2 separate regions of the Pan troglodytes genome follow, and region 1 is linked to region 2. The links are chromatin contacts, called in public HiChIP or PLAC-seq maps. All regions are on one chromosome and are shown on one strand. The core of a region is the stretch at or near the end of the contact, and the rest is flanking DNA. Distances in the headings are between cores, read along the strand shown.

What was found. HiChIP or PLAC-seq counts read pairs in DNA pulled down with a chosen protein or histone mark.
Region 1: a contact with region 2 is called in an H3K4me3 HiChIP or PLAC-seq map of stem cell-derived excitatory neurons, with 9 times the contacts expected there. The contact joins the promoter of APLF here to the promoter of ANTXR1 in region 2. A contact is called at or near these places in 1 of 7 Hi-C or Micro-C datasets (stem cell-derived neural progenitor cells) and 1 of 1 datasets of contacts at active chromatin or transcription factors (stem cell-derived excitatory neurons).

What each region holds. Positions count from the first base shown.
Region 1 is chr12:54,271,779-54,276,845 of NHGRI_mPanTro3-v2.0_pri, forward strand. It overlaps APLF (aprataxin and PNKP like factor), which reads right to left and starts at 3,201. Exons shown (of 11, transcript XR_010149109.1): 1 at 2,866-3,201. It overlaps FBXO48 (F-box protein 48), which reads left to right and starts at 3,374. Exons shown (of 4, transcript XM_001167525.7): 1 at 3,374-3,482; 2 at 4,221-4,556.
Region 2 is chr12:53,726,596-53,731,710 of NHGRI_mPanTro3-v2.0_pri, forward strand. It overlaps ANTXR1 (ANTXR cell adhesion molecule 1), which reads right to left and starts at 3,409. Exons shown (of 18, transcript XM_525774.8): 1 at 2,902-3,409. The coding sequence starts at 3,053.

The DNA of each region.
Region 1 (5,067 bases), core at 1,951-4,450, 540 kb after region 2:
TAAAGAAATGTGTCATATAATCCCTGCTGTCAAAACAAAATAAGAAAAATCTGAAATCAGAAATAGTAGATTTCATTTAAGAGTGTAACAGCTTTAATTAAAACCCATAAAGCAAATACTTTGGCCTAACAGTGCTTGACATGTCGTACTGTAAAACCCTTTTAAATTAAATTTCTTAAGATAATGGTAGATTCACATGTAGTTGAAAGATATAATACAGAAATATCTCTTGTACCATTTATCCAGTTTTCCCCAATGGTAACATCTTACAAAACTATAGTACAATATATCAACCTAAGATATTGATACTGACACAGTCCAGACAAAGCACATTTCTATCACCACAAATATCCCTCATGTTGCTATTTTATAGCCATATCCATTCCCTTCTGCCCTGCTGCCTAATTTTTTAACCTTTGGCAACCACTAATCTGTTCTCCATTTTCGAAATTTTGCAATTTCGCAATTTCAATGATGTTATATAAATGGAATCACACAATATGTAATCTTTTGGATTGGCTGTTTTAACTCAAGTTCTCTGAAGATTAATCCTGCTGTAAAACCTTCTAACTGATGCCAATCATGGAGCAGAATCAAAATCTAGTAAACAAAGACCTGGGGTTCTCTGATGACTCACATGAAAGCAAAGGGAACAAGAAAGATTAAATTTCATTGTCCTTTGTTCTCTGTGACAGGTTTCTCTGTCGTGTTTTCCTACCACCATAAAAATACAAAACCATTCTCATTGTCAAACTGTTTTACTACCAAGACTATTTTACACAGTGAGATTATAAACTTTTATGTTTGTGTGGCCATCAAGGTTTGTGAAGCTTGTCTCAGAAAAACATGCCCAATTAAGAAAGTTCAAAATCACCCTTATTTATATTAATCGTTTCTGATACCAATTTACAATGAACTTACTGAGTTTTCCACTTAGAACTCAATCTTCGCTCTCTCACAATACAAAAATAAATCTCACTGGAATTGCTGTTGTTGGAAACAGGAGCCCTTATGTTGTGTTTTAACCACTGCAGAGAAGAATCGAGTGCATCTGTCAGCTCCAAAATCGAAAAAACTACAAGGCGATTTGTTTGTTCTCCAAATTTTTCCTTTAACACACTTAGGATGTCATTCATAACCACTTCCGATACACGCCAACCTTGGCAAGAGAATCTCATGCCTGAATGTTATTTCAAAAGGAAAAGCAAAATCTGGACCAGGTAATTGCCCAGCTTTCACTCCTTACCATTTTTAAAAACAGATACCAAATAGGCTCATCTCACATTAGCAAGTCGACAACACAAAGAACAAGCTACAAATAATGAAAGGGTCTGCAATCTGTTGCCATGTTTCTAAACCACGGCCCTAAAATTCATCCACCTTTTAACCAGACCCACAGTACTATACTGGTGACAATTTCTTAAGCAAGTCAAAACTCGTTAGTCACCAGACATATGATTACTAGATTAAGCACATACTCTTAAGTTTCTAACCTACGAATTTAAAAGAAAAATAAAGCCTCCAGACAGTTCCTTCCAGTGTTTGTATAGGCCAATAAACGATGAAAAAAATAGAAATGATATTAAACATTTAAATAATCACTTGTCCAGTAAAAAAATGAACAGCAATTGAATATCTACTTCCTCAATAACCTTACCACATGCACATGTGCATGTACACAACACACAACACACACACACACACCCCTTTAGGACGAGCTTCCATAATACAATCTGAAACTACCACTCCTTTCCCTGCTCCCAGAAGGGACCTAAGGCAAGTACCAATGGTTCCATTTAGACTCTGGAAGTTAACCAGGACAACAGTACACACTCCTTACTCCTTGGTGTTAGCTCACTGACACAGGTGTCTCCCTAGTCCCAAGAGAAAACTCCTAAAGGGTAGGGACCCATGTTCCATTCATCTTTGTATGCCCCACAGTGCTAGAATCTGCAAAATGTTCTACACAGTAAGCACCAAACAAGAAATGTTGAATGTTAAAGAACAAAATAGAAGACTAGATGTACTTAAGAGATCTATAGAATTCCAGAATGCAATATGCAAATGTTCTTATTCCTAAACCTCTCCCAAAGAAGGTAGAGAATATTAGCTTTGTGGCATTATGTGTCCAAAAGCTTATGTATGGACTTTAAATAATGTATGTATGGCTCAATTTTCTCATCTGAACAATGAGGATAATAAAAATACCTAACTGATACGGTCTTGAGACAGTTAAAGATGTTGGTATAGGTAATGTCTCCTTAGACCAATGACACGAACGCTATACACATTACTTATGAAGGGTTAGCTACTCATTTTACTGGAAATAATAAATAATATAAATAAATAAGGTCCACACAGCTCTGCAAAGGAGACCAAAGCTTAAAAGAAATTAGCCTAGAAGACGTAATATCACAGTTTGGCAAACTTTTCTGTAAAGGACCAGACACTACTGTAAATATTTTAGGCTTTACAAGACAAGCCGCAATACCCTCAACCCTTGGAGCAACTATTCCCCCTGAAAAATTAGTAGGTTTTTTGTTTACATTTTACATTTTAGAATTTAAGAATCATTCTTAGTTCATGGGGCCATACAAACATAGGCTGGATTTGGCCCCCAGGCACTAGTTTGCCAATCCCTGGATAAGATAATAATGGTAATACAGTCAGTGTTTTAAAAGCAACATAAAGAAATGTTTGTGAATTGGCTTAAAGGTAACTGAAAAACGTGCGGCCCCAAACTTCTAAAATCCGGACTGGCGGACCAGCGCGGTGGGGAAACCGGCCAGGACTAGGGCCGGTCTTCAGGAGCCGGCGCGGAACTCCACGGCTCTCGGGGTCCGCTAAGCCCCCGCCCACACTTACTCCCAGCAGCGGCCCGCGGCCGATCACCGTCTCCCCGGGCGCCAGGGCCACCCGGGGACCGCCGTCCCGCGGCTGCAGCTCGAAGCCCCCGGACATGGCGGGCAAGGATTAGGCCCCTTCGCCAGGAGACTGGCCCCGCCGCTGTTTCCGCCCTCCACAGACACGCGCGGGGCAAGCCCACGCCCTGGGAAAAAACACCGAGGGAGGGCCTCAAAGGCTCCCCGCGGCTGCGCCGGTCCTCTCAGAGCCCGGCCCCAGCGCAGCTTCACGAGTCCCGCCCCTCCACGCCTACTAATGACGCAACCGGGGATTCCCCAGTCACGCCGCCTCAAAACTACTGTTTAAAAACCCCGGCTTATTCCCCAACACCCTTTTCACCTCCCTCCCATCTTGGAGGACGCCGGGCCTTGTAGTCCTGGTGCCTTTCTTCACTTCCTTTCCCGAGCGGAGATGCCCTGGAAAAAACTACCAATCCCCAAAGGCACTGCGCGCCCCTCTCGGCGCCTGCGCGAGTTCTGAGCAGGGCGGGACTCAGGTGGGCGGGATGCGAAGAGCTATGGGGAAGGATTCGAATTCCGGAGGATTTAAATCGCGGGAGGAGAAGCCACCGCGGCCTAGTAGGTAGAAGGGTCTTCCGTTCCCGTTGGCTTAGGTGTCTGCGCTCCCGGGGACGCGGCCCGGACGCAAGCTCAGCCTTCCCTCCGCGGCCTGGAGCCGCAGTGACAGTCAACGCTGACGGTTTTTTGTCACTTGTCAGTGCCCTGTGTTCTTGGGTTCCAGCAGCTGCCACCCGCGCGGGACACAAGGAGGGTGGCTCAGACGGGACGTGGGGTGATTAGCCCTGACCCGCGGGATTTGGACGGAGTGGGGCTCCCCGCCCCTCCGACTGCGCTGCCGCCGATCTATCCCTCCGAGTGATAGTTGAAAGGGGGACGAGCTTTTACTTCACTTGAGAGAGAATTCAGGAAAGCTCAGTTCATAAAGGAGAAAGGGCAGAAGAGGGGTCGTTTCCAGGCATCCAGGCGAACCTGGACGTAGAAGAAAGATTCCTAGTGGGATTTTAGAAACTCGCAAAGGCATCCCCTGCTGTGAAATTCAAAAGCCTTCATTCCCGTTACAGGAATTCCACAAGGGGAGGCATTTTATTCTCCCAGTAAGATCCTGGGAGAAGTGGATAAACACACTGTAACGTTTAAATGCATTGTAACGTTTTCCTAATGTGAGATTCTTTTCAAGAACGTTGTGGTTTGGCTTTGGTTTGTATTAGTGGTGGGAGGGGCCAAGGTGCATGGCAAAAACTTGCTCTTGACTCACCCGTTTTTACGTTTGCTTTCTTACTTCCCCAAACCCTCAAGAAGAAGACTTCTGTTGAACACAGACTGCAGTTCCAGCCACCACAGCTAATCTGGATCATGAATGGGAGCCACCGTGGTCTTGGCAAGTCCGGAAACATAGCTGAGTAGCTCATCTAGAAAAGAGATTTGTGTTCAGCTGAGTTAAAAGAAGTATTTAGCTGTACCTCAAACCTCTCCTCTTGCACAACCAACCCCCATTATAAAAGGAAGTGCAAAATGGAATAAACTGATTTTAAGTGAATACAAGCTGTCTTTATATACAAAAGTAACTCAAGGATGGTGATGTACCCAGTCATGCTTTCAACTGATTTGGGAAGCCTGCACCATTCACCTTAGGTAAATTAGCTGAAACTGAGTTTTAAATCTGGGCTTCAAATAGTCACATACTGTACCTAGCTGAGTTCTAAACATTGTTTACAGTTGTCACTCACTGTTGCTTGATGTCTTCAGTGACTATAATCCTTAGCTTGTAATTACGCATGTAGGATAACTTCAAGGGGCCATTTCTAAAACACTACTCTTATGACTGAGTTGAATATTTGAGACTTTGTTTCATAATCCAGATCTCATCTTCTTGTCCATTTCAGATAGTAGTTGTGTCAAATGTAAGCACCTACCTACCTATTAGATACAAGTAGATAAAATTCTTATATAAACAACTAGAAGTCCAGCAAGTTTATGATTAAGTCACAAATTGCAAATTAATGATGAGGCATCAGTTCCCATGTACAACAAGTATTCAGGAGTTTAATAGGATTGACTCATACACATTTTCAAAGGTACAAAAGTACCGGGTATGGTGGCTCATACCTGTCATCCCAGCACTCTGGGAGGCTGAGGCAGAAGG
Region 2 (5,115 bases), core at 2,159-4,658:
GCTTGTATAACATGCAATGCAGGTTCAATACTATGCATATATCATACCTTAGTAAATCCGCTGCTGTTAGACACATGAAATCCTCAGCTTTTTATTATAAACAGCACCTCCATAAACATACATGTAGGTACTTCTTTGTGACTATTTGGATTTTTTTTCTTTAGGACATGAAATTGCTCGATGGAAAGGAACACCCCTCATTTTTTAAAAGCATTTGATACGTGTCGCAAAATTATCTTCTTGTCTGCCCTATCCAGTATGGTAGCCACATGTGGCTATTAAAGTTCAAATTAGTTAAACTTATATAAAATTAAAAATTCACTTCCTCAATCGCACTAACTACATTTCAAGTGCTCGAGTCACATATGGCTAGTAGCTACTGTATTGAACTGCACAGATATAGAACTTTTCTACCGACCTAGAAAGTTCTACTGGACAGCGCAAGTCTAGAAAGACTGCACCAATTTACATTTTCCCTAGTAAGAAATGACAGTGCCTACCTCCCACAAATTGGCCAATACTGAATATTGTAATTTTTTAAAAAGTTTTTGCCAACCTAATAAAAATTACATTGTTTGATTTTTTCATTTCTTTGATTAATAACGACCTTTTTGGTTCATTTATTGACTCATATTTTTTCTCTTGTGAATTATGCACTTAGGTGATTTCCTATGGGATTTTGCTTTTACTGCTTTTTATATATGAAAATCAATCTTAAGAGAGTGATTTATGTGGCAATAGTTATTGTAACTTCTTATGTTTTTTCATGGCTTATTTTTCATTTATAGAAGTGTAAAATTTTAATATATTCAAATCTCTATTTTCCTTTATGGTTTCTTCCTTGTCATGTTTTAAAAGCTCTAAACCTAAGATTACAGTAATATTCATCTAAATTATCTTCTAGTTCTTTGATCATTTCATTCTAAATATTTAGATTTTCAACCTTTCTGAAATTTATTTATGTGTATGGTTTGTAAAGTATAAATCTAACCTTTTTCATTCTCCATGTTATCAATCACTTGTCCAGGAACCATTTTTTTTTAAAATTAATGAATCATTATATACTGATTGGAAATTCCACTAAATGTTTACATGTGTTTGGATCTACATGTACTTGTCTTTTTAGATTTTCTACTCTATCCACCTATTCTTTGGCCTTTACCATCCTGTTTTTATTAATTTACATTATAATACATTTTAATATTTGGAGAGAGAATATGGCTTCATTATTCTTTTCCAAAAATGTTTCAGCTCTTTTTACCTGTTTTTTTTTTTTTGCTAAGATAAGCCTAGAATCATTTTGTTAAATTCTTATCATCAAAACAAACTCTTTCAGAACTTTGACTGAAAAGTCGAATTCAATTTCTAAATTAATTTGGGGAAAACTGGTTATCTCTACAGTATCCATATCTCTATAGTATCTCTACAGTCATCCATTCAGAGACATGGTGATTCTGTCCCCCCCCTTTCTTTTTTTTAGATTTTCCTGAATATCATTCTGAATTGGCTTTTTAAAAAAGCACGGAGGAGGAGCACCTCCGACTGTTTTCATGCACTGTCTCTGAGTCTGTGAGCTGATGCTTCCAGCCACTAGAAGTAACAAAAGAAATTCCATTCCTTAGCACTGGAGCATATTTTCAGTATCCACCTTCTCATAAATCTGCAGAAAAGAAATCTCACTTTTCATCCAAAGAATCTGGAGTTCAAAACAGCCTTTACGGAAAAATCAAACTCCAGGGGCAACTGCAAAGCACATTTGGTGTCTAGCTAGCCAGCTTATTTTGCAGGACTCTTTTTCCAACTCCTAAATACTTTCCAGTCTGTGAAATCCTCTCCCCACCACTGTAACAGCAAAGCGCCTCTCCTGGCACTGGAGAGCTCACTCAGTTTTAATGAGCACGGATCTTCTGTGAGGGGCTTTTTATCGTTGAAGCTGGTTTTCAGCAGACAGCATGAAGCTTCCTTGGGTGACTGTGGCTTGGCAAACTTATGCGGATTTGGGAAGTGCTTCATTGGTCAGAATTCAGCTCTCCCTTGAGCAAATCCTAAAGCCTAACCACTTTTTGCAAGGAAACCAGGGCTCCTGCACCTCCCTGGTAGCCCACCAGTCAAATGGCCAAGAGCTTGAATTCACCTACATCTGGGGTACTCAAGTCGAAGGGGAGGGACATTGGGCAATGTCTGGAGGCATTTTTAGTTGTCACCACTAATAAGGAAGGAGTGGGGGGCGGGGGATGTTACTGGCATCCAGTGGGCAGAGGCCAAGGATGCTGCTAAACATCCTACAACGCGCAGGACAGCCCCCACCACAAAGAATTACCAGGTTTCAATCTCAGAAGCGCTAAGGTTAAGAAACCCTGCCTTTCATTCTCACTCAGTGCCCGGTGAGAAGTATGCATTACACGATTAGGAGCAAAGATAACGCCTTCCGTGGGACAGCGTTTCAAAACAAAACAAAAAAACGAAAACAAAAACAAAATGCGACGATTGGCTTTAAAATGCCCAAGCCTCTAACTTTAGGAGTACCTGTGCCTGCAAGTTCTGCCTTTGGTAAGCAAGCCTTTCCCACCACCAACACGGGAGGGAGTCACAGAAACTCAGCAAGACAATAGCATCCTCCAAGCCCCTTGTATGCTCCTGGGACACAGAAAGCAAGACAGAAAAGAAGTCTGTCCCCTTCCGAGCAAGCGGCGTCGCCTCGGCTGCGGGCTCTGGAGCCGAGGCTGGGAGGAGCGCGCCCCAACAAAGGCGCAGCACTCCGCCGCCGCCTGCCGCGCGGTCCCTCTGTGCCCCTGGAGATGCGCTCCTGTCCCCAGGCGACCCTGCCAACGAGCCCGGCCCGGGGCGAAAGCGTTTTCGCCCGCTTAGCCTGGGGTGGGGGGGACAACTCGCGGCACTTACTTGTCCAAAATGAAGTACAGGTCAAATCCGCCGTAGCAGGCTGGACCCCCATCCTCCCTGCGTCCCCCTTGCCCGGCGCAGATGAGCACCAGAGTGGCCAAAGAGAGCCACTGGAAGCCGATGCCGAGGGCTCTCCGCTCCGCCGTGGCCATGGCCCGCAGCCCGGGGAGAGCAGGGTCCGCTCCTTCCCACGCTCCGCGAACTCGCCACGACCCTCAGGGACGCGCCATCCGCGGGCCCCTCCTCGCGGGTCCTTTATTCCCCCTCGCTCCCTCGCAACTCCCCGGAAGCAATTGTCTGGAGGAGTTCAAGGTTTTCCCTCTGGTTTCCGCTCCGATGCTGTTTCTGGGTTTCGGGTTTCAAGGATCCCAATCGTGTCCTCCGCTTCTTTTAAAGGGGAGGGCTCCCTCGGTCCGGGGCCGCCGGGCAGCTCCCGAGGCCGCGCCGAGCTTTTGCAATGGAAGGAGTTCCGTCCCGACGGTTCTTTGTCCCAGATTTTAAATATGATGGGGTGGGTTTTCAAATTGTTCTTGGTGGGGGGAGTGCTTTGCCTTCTCTCCTTCCTCTCTGCCCCCCTTTCGCGTTCTTACGGGGAAGAAAGTTCAAAGGCTGCCACCTTGTGGACAAAGGCGGCGAAAGCACGCATGGGACCCGCGGGAGTGCGTCGGGGGCGGGGGCGCTTCCAGGCTTCGCGTATAAATTTCCTTGTCCTTACCATTCTCATGTGAGCTGTGCGTGTTTTCTTATTCCTTCCTTCTTCCCACGCACTTTCCCTTTCTTTTTCCGTGACCGCCCCTCCATTCTCTGTAGTCCTTCTATCCCTTCTTTTCCTTCCCTATCCTGCATCTTTTGATAAGGTCACTAAACATTGGATGAGAACTTGTTTCCTCCAAGCACGGTGACTCCGGCTCCCCAGGCTAGGACCTTTGCAAACAAGCCATTGTGCAGATGAAGTAGGGGAAAAACGGGACCTTTGTGGTCTGAGTCATCAGAGTGACCTTACATGGTCTTAGTCTGGACCATAAAAGAGACTGTTGGGGTCCGGTCTGAAACCATCACAAACAGCCCCACAGAGTGTGGTACTTAGGGCTGCTCCCGGCATGGAACAGCTGAGCCTTCTAGATGGCCACCATCTCCATCTTTTAGAGATTCTATGATAATAGTTCTTCTTTTCAGCCTGTGAACTTTGACATTTTCTCTCTATCTTTGATTTAGGATGGAGGAAGTAAACAGCTTACAAGAGTAGAGACGCTCCAAGCAGTTTGGAATTGGCAGGGAAGTTCTGTGCTAGCCTCTCTAAATTGGAGAATCAGCCTCTGAGCCCCAGTTCCGAGTGGTACCCCAGTTCTAGCTTCCTATTGTCTTCCACTCTGGGAGCCCTCAGTGCGTACGCATGTACTGTTTTCCCAGGATTCTTCCTCCAGACACACATAGTCCCCTCCACTTGTGTGCCTCCCAGACCCTTATACCCCAATGTGGCAGTCCATGGTGGTTTCCCCCAACATGTGTACCATGGAATCCTAGTGTCTTGGAATGCTCCACTAACCAATAATCATGTTGTCAAATCAGCCTTGAAGATTTGTCATGCGTAGCACTGACCTGCCTCCAAAATGAACCCAGTGTTTCTCACCTCCTGGAATTCACACCCCTTCCACCTTGGGTGAGACTGACCTGTGAGTAATTAAGAAGATGGTGTGTGGCTTCTGAGGATAGGCCATGAGAGATGTTGTGGTTTTTCCCTTCTCTCTTGGATCACTCACTGTAGGAGAGCCCACTGCCATGTCGTGAGAACACACAAGCAGCCCCAGGGAGAGGTCCGTGTGGTAAGGAACTGAGACCCCTGCTGGCAGCCAACACCACTTTGCCAACGTTGTGAGTGACCCATCTTGGACATAGGTTCCTGAGCTCCTGTGAAGCCTTCAGCTGACTGCAGCCCTGTCTGACATCTTGACTGCAACCTCATGAGAGACCCCAAACAAGAACTACCCAGCTAAGCCATTCCCTGATTCCTGATCCACAGAAATAAGCGAATTTTTATTAGTGTTTTAAGTCTCTAAGTTTGGGGGCAATTTTAAATATAATAAAAGATAACTAATATATGCCTGGTATCATATTAAAGCCTTGAGAATTTCTGTAGGAAAAAAATTGCTGAACTGTGTTTCCCAGACTTACTTGACCATGAAACTGTTGTTTCATAGATAACATGTATTAAAC